Regions from separate parts of the Sus scrofa genome. Here region 1 is linked to region 2. A link is a contact called in public HiChIP or PLAC-seq data. All regions are on one chromosome and are shown on one strand. The core of a region is the stretch at or near the end of the contact, and the rest is flanking DNA. Distances in the headings are between cores, read along the strand shown.

Evidence for each region. HiChIP or PLAC-seq counts read pairs in DNA pulled down with a chosen protein or histone mark.
Region 1: a contact with region 2 is called in an H3K27ac HiChIP or PLAC-seq map of skeletal muscle. The contact joins the promoter of OAZ2 here to the promoter of ANKDD1A in region 2. A contact is called at or near these places in 1 of 47 Hi-C or Micro-C datasets (skeletal muscle) and 2 of 2 datasets of contacts at active chromatin or transcription factors (alveolar macrophages and skeletal muscle).

Annotation. Positions count from the first base shown.
Region 1 is chr1:107,323,527-107,326,902 of Sscrofa11.1, reverse strand. OAZ2 (ornithine decarboxylase antizyme 2) reads right to left here and starts at 1,678. Exons shown (of 5, transcript NM_001301326.1): 1 at 1,484-1,678. The coding sequence starts at 1,503.
Region 2 is chr1:107,183,753-107,186,796 of Sscrofa11.1, reverse strand. It overlaps ANKDD1A (ankyrin repeat and death domain-containing protein 1A), which reads left to right and starts at 1,313. Exons shown (of 21, transcript XM_013992888.2): 1 at 1,313-2,285. PLEKHO2 (pleckstrin homology domain-containing family O member 2) reads left to right here. Exons shown (of 6, transcript XM_013992891.2): 6 at 1-513.

The DNA.
Region 1 (3,376 bases), core at 429-2,928, 140 kb before region 2:
GGAACTAAAGCCCAGATTTGGATAGGCCATGGCACAATTTAAGGAAGATTTGCAGGGAATGGATCTGCTTGCAAAACAATGAGGCCCAAGTGAGGAGCAGAAGCCATAAGGCCAAATCTGGAGACAAAGGGTCTGGAGGGGGAAACTAATGAGCTTCAGACTCATTTTGGAGCAGGCAGCAACAAGTTTTGGGGAAAAATGAGGAAGAGAATTAGAACCCAAATTGTAAATAAAAGTCATTCTGATGTATAAGCAGCAGCTGGGGTTAAAAATTGTAGAGAATTGGAACATTAGGAAACAATTTCTCACTGAAGATTTAGGGACAGAAACATGGGACATGCTTGAGGCATAAATGCAGGACAAGGGCTACTTTGGAGGAAAAGAGGAAAGGTAGAGAGAGGGAAACTGAATAATGAATTCTGCCTAGTTTGGGCAGGGGAGAAGTACATGTGAAGTAAGCATATGTGAAGCAAGCTGTTTCAGAAAGATGTGCAGTCTTTCTCTCCAATTAATAAGGGAGGGCTGGGTAGGGTTTTGAGGAAACATGAAAGGTCCAGTGAGCAAAGTATGGGGACTGATTTGAAAGCACTGGAGGTACTGGGAAAGAGGTATAGGGAAAAACGCAGGGTGGGCTGAATTCTGTAACCTAATATTCTAGCGATGCGGATCGGTTAAGATGAGAAGAGTATAAGAAAAAGTGAGAAAAAGTAGTTAAAAGGTAGGAGTGTTTAGAAGAGTGTTGGGTGGAAGACATCATTAGGGAACAGGATGGAGAACATGAGTCAAACCCAAAGTGTTTGAGAAATAAAAAGAATGAGATTGGGAGACAGGGGGCATGGGCCCAAATGGGAAAAGGGTGTGGAGGGAGGGCTGGAGGGAAAAGAGGAAGCTGCAGTGAGGGGCCAAGGGGAGGACTAGGCATCACTGTAAAGACTGCGAGGCCTGGGGAGGTGGGGGCCGGGGAGGGGGGTGACAGGTGGGGGGGCTGGGTCCAGTTGAGAACTGAAGGACGGAGCTTTGGGGGGGTGATAAAAGAGGCGTCTGGTTGGAAGGTGCAGTTTGAATTAGGGAAGGGGATTCAGAGGGAAGGGTGAAGTGACTTAAAAGGGGAAGGAAGATTTGGGGAGATGGGAAACAATCTGGGGAATTAGGAATGAGAGAAAAAGCACGGTTCGGTGGGGCAGAAAGGAAATAGGGACTGGATTGGAAGACTGGGTCCCGGTTTGTGGGGGCTTTTACGGGAGGAGGAAGCCCGGATGAGGGGGATGGGCCGGGCTGGAGGGAGGGGGGCTAAAGGACGGAAGGAGGCCCAGCTGCGAGGCTGGGGCTCAGACTGGGGTGGCTGAAGTAGGGAAGGGACTCAGTGGGGGCTTGATGGTGCCCTCTGGAGGAGGGCCGGGGACCCGCTGGGTGGTGGGGAGAGGAGGCCCTCTGGAGCAGACGAGGGGAGGATGGGGGCGGGGAGCCTGGGCCGGGCCGTTACCTGTCCTGGGTGTTTATCATCCTCGGCGGCTCTGCTCAGGGTGGGAGGAGGCGGCGCAGGGAGTGGGTAGGTGGATGAGTGGGTGGGTGTGGGGTCACGCGCGCGCGCGCGGGGCCGATCTGTGCGGGCTAAGTCCCTGTCAGGCCGCGGGCCCAGAGCCCTCCTCCTTGCCTCAGCGAGCGCCTGCCTCCAACTGACCCTCCCCGGCCGCCGCCGACGCTGCAGCAACCGCCCCGCCCCCAAGTGCCTCATCTACATAGCCCCACCCCAGCGCCGCGCGGTGTCCTGGGAAACTGGGGCCCACAACAAAGGGCAAAGCACCGCCCCGCCTCTGCGCAGGCGCGTCAAGCCGGTAGCGGAGTCAGGGCAGCGCCAGGGCCTTAGGGGAAGCAGCGTGTAGAAGGGATCGTGCCCCAGGCGGTGTCGTGGTGGAGATGGCTGGGCGAGCCGTAGGATGTTTCATTTCAAGTAGAATTTATTGGGCATTGGCTTCACCCTTGTTTGCGTGGGGTTTAGCAGGGCTGTGACACTTATAGGCCCTGGGAAGCTATTAAACAAAACAAAATCGTTAATCTAAGATTAATACACATATATTAGTGTCATTCTAGGCTAAGGCCAAGCCCTGAGATCTCCATTACCTCCGCTCACAGTGCAGATCAATAACTTAAACTGTCAGCTAAGATCAGCAATATCTTCACCTTAAAAACATATCTCAGGCCAAGGGTTAAGGCCTTACACGGGCTGGTGGTCATCTAATGCCAAGTGGCTGTGGATCAGGATCATAGTCACCTGACAGTAGTGGTGGAAGGCACCAACACTGCCATGTTTACAAGCACTTCATATCACAGTCATGCAAGATTACTAATCGACAGTCACTATCCCTGCTGGTCCTTATCACAGATCAGTGCCAACAGGTCACAATCACTGGTATGCAGACCCCTCAGATCACAGTCACTGCAGGCTGCAATCACAGGCACTTCAACAAAATCAGCTTTTGACTCTGTTCACAGTCAACTCACAAGAGAGGTCACGTTATCTCAGATCATAATGGGTTACTGTCACCTCAAACGCCATTCATTCATTTAGTCAACAAGTAATTTTTGAGCAGCTACTTACTATGTGCTTCAGGCATGTGGTAGAGTCCAGGAATACTCAGTGATCAACTAGGCAAAGTTCCTGCCTTGGATGTCACAATCTGATCCGAGGGAGGGACACAGAGAGGCCATCATACTATGAGGTAAGTGCTCAATCTGAGGGAGGCCACAGAGAAAGCAACTAGGGAATTAAGGATGGCTTCAAAGAAAGGGTGGTCACAATCATTCCAGATCAAAGGTCACTCTGACTCCAGCTGAAAACAGCCCCATGTCACAAAAGTGCCACATAGAGCCGTCTCAGGACCTCTACTTGACAAACAATGTGCTTTTGGTTTTTGGATGATGATAAATCAGGGATGGAAGATGGGTTGGAGCTGCCAAACTAAGTCAAAAATTGAAGTGGTAAATGATACCAGAACTGCCCAGATTATCACTAGACATAAAAGCAAGACTAGTCCCATGCTCTGGCTCATTTTAGATCATCTATGTTGTCCCCAAGGGACTGTCCCTACCTGATTTTCCCATTTCAAGCCAGGTGTGTTCTTACATTAGCCCACAGCAGAACTAAACAATTACATCTAGCCCTGACCGATCCCGTCTAATTGTCCCAGAGACCTGGGCAATCTTCCTGTTCCCCAAGGAAGATGGGGTGGCTCACTTCTGCCAGCCCATCCCTGGATGAGTGACCCATGGCCTGAAGGACAGTTTTTGAACAGCCAGCAGATGCTAAATCACTGTGTCAATAAAAGCCACATTTACTGAGCATCATGCTGAAGCATGAATTTGTACAACAGTTCCC
Region 2 (3,044 bases), core at 64-2,563:
GGGTCGGGGGAAGCAGCAGTATCATGGCTTGTGATACCCCACTGGCCTCCCCAAACCACATCCCTTGAACAGACTAAGCTTCTTTGCCACAGTATGCCTGTCTCTCCGTCTGTTTCCAGTAGGAGAGCAAGAATGTCACCACGTGCCCACAGTCACATGGCCCCCCCCTGCAATCTTCCTTGGGGAAATAGCCTTCCCTCACCAGCAGCTTGGCTGGGGCTTTAGCCAAGTCATCTGTCCAGGGACTAGAGGCTCAATTACCTCCCCTTATAAGTGACTAGACTGAGCAAGTTTCTCTAGGATCATCTCGGTGGCCTAATGCCATTTGTTCCTATGGGGATCCCATACCTTGGCAGACTGCACCCAAGGAGGGGAAGCCAGGTTCCAGGGGAGGGGAGGAAGTTCTGGAATAGTAGGGGCTACTTGGCTGTCTCCTTGAGGAGTATGGCATTCCATGTTTTCTGCTTATAAGCGCCTTTCTTGAGGTTTGGCAATAAATCCCTTCTTACAGAACTCTGCTGCAAGCCTGTTTGTTGGTATGGGGACCAGCTCCATGGCTTCACTGAAGCAGAGGGTAGGTGGTGGTTGATCAGGGCATCACCAGTCCTTTAAACTGCCTCCCCTCCCACAGTGCTCTGTGTTCGCTAAACTCAGCCAGGCCCTCCAGTCTCACCCTCCCCATGTTCGTGTTTCTATAGCCTGGGGGCTAAATGTTCTAGGTGACAGTGCTTTTCAGTTTTTAAAAACTTTATTTGGAAATAATTTCAAACATAGAGAAAAGTTTCAAGAATAAGTATAGTCCAAAGAAGACCCATGTACTCTGCTCAGATTGACCCTTTGGCTTATCTTTTGAGCACCTTCTCTCTGTAATATATACATAAGGTTGTTTTTTCCTTTTTTTTTTTTTTCATGTCTTTGGAGAGTTAGTTATCATGGCCCCTTCCCCCTAAATACTTCAGTGTGTATTTCCTAAAAATAAGCATATTCTCTCATTAATCATAGTACAGTTATCAACTTCAGTAAATTCAATGCTGATTTTGTCATTAGACCCATTAATATCCTTTAATCATATGTTACTCCCAGGGTAGGGATGGATATTGCATACATGTCTCTAAGTCTCCTTTAATCTGAAATGTTTCCACAGCTGTTACCTTTCATGATGTGGATATTTTTGAAGTATGCAGTCCTCCCCAGCTTTTTTTTTTTTTTTTTGTCTTTTTAGGGCTGCACCCATGGCAAATGGAGGTTCCCAGGCTAGGAGTCAAATCAGAGCTGTAGCCACAGGCCTATGCCAGAGCCATAGCAACACAGGATCTGTCGGGTCTGCAATCTACACCACAGCTCACTGCAATCCCAGGATCCTTAACCCACTGAATGAGGTCAGGGATTGAACCTACACCCTCATGGATGCTAGTCAGACTTGTTTCCACTGATCCGCGACGGGAACCCCCTCCCCAGGTTTTTAATAGAATATTCCTCATTTGGTTTTTGTCTGTGGTTTCCTCATAATTAGATTGAGGTTATGTTGTCTCAGCCAAAGAACTGCAGAGGTGATACTAGATCCTTCTCAGGGCATCTCATCTAGAGACACAGCCTCCATCTGCCTCTCACTAGTGATAATTTTGATCACCCAGTCAAGGTGCCTGATTTTTCTACTGAATAGTTACATATTTTTCTCTTGTAACTAATGAGCAATCTGGGTGATATTTAAAGGCCTTGTACAAATATGTTGCACCTCATCAAAATTTCCCCTTGAATCTAGTCTCCATGAGTGAATCTTGCCTGAAAAGGTGTTTCCTATGATGGTTCAAAATGATTTCAGCTGTCATTTTTGACCTTGGAGCTCTGTCCTGGTTGGGGTCAGCCTGGGCCCTGTCTTATGCCCGTGGCACCCCTAATATATCTCAGTAGGACCCCAGAGCTTTGCTGATCGCTCTTTGGAAGCCCCAGGGCCAGGTCAAGCTGCCAAGTCAAGTCAAACTGCTGGGAAGTTGTCAAGTCCCACCAAAACACCTCAGTAGATCTCAGCTCCCAGCTCCCAATGTGGGAAAGCACTGCTGTGCTCCCCCGAAGGCCAGCTCCCTCCCTTGTCTGTGAGGAGGAGGAACATTGGACACAACAGGAAGCACCTGACCCAGGGCTTATTGACGGTTCTATGACCTTCATGTGCCTCCTGAATTCCTCTGCCACTGGCCTGACGTGTGGCTGCCATGCCGAGGAGTGGCCTGTGGAAGCTGGGGGACCCCAGGTGAATCATTTCACTTTATCTGTGAGGAGGAACCAAGGTAAGGAAGAAAAGTCCTTTTATTGATTGACAGGGCCAAGGAACGAGGTCCCCTCCTGAGGGCCGCCCTGAAGGGAGTGGCTGCTGGGAAGGTGTCACTGGCCAGCCAGCTGCAAGACTGAGGAAGGATGTGGTAACTTTCTTTCCTTCTGGCCCTGGGGGCTGGAGGCCTGTGCAGCAGTGGCCTGAAGTCCTGTGGGGGTTTGCAAAGCACAGGGTGGCCGCTTTCAGGCTGAACCCAGGACAGAGAAGGAGGGGTGTGTAGGGGGAGGGGACATCTGGATTGCCCCTCCCTCTGCCTCCACCTGAGCCTGGGCCCTGGTAGCTCCCTGTGTTTTTTTGGAGCCACCATATTTTGTGCCCTCCTCTGAGTCCTGTCTTCCTGCCTTCCTACTGTCCCTTATTCTCATGTCCCTGACGTGAGACACGTCAGAGATATGAGACAGGGCTTCAGAAAAGACCTCACAAACTCACTTAAGCAGAGGTTGCTGTGATGTCATGAGGCGGCTCTGTGAGGAGATACAGAGGATAGACAGGTGGTGGTGGAAATTCCTCCCTGTTGTCATAATTTTATTAAGGAACACAATTCCTGGAGGAAGTAGCCAGGCATAAGCAGGAAATACAAGATGTTTGATTTGGAGGCAGACATATCTGGATTCAAATCCCAGCCATGAACAAGTGACTTTAGGCAAAATATGCCTCAGTTTTCCTGTCTGTCAAATGGGCTTATTCTCCCTTCATCATAGGATTGTTATGGAAC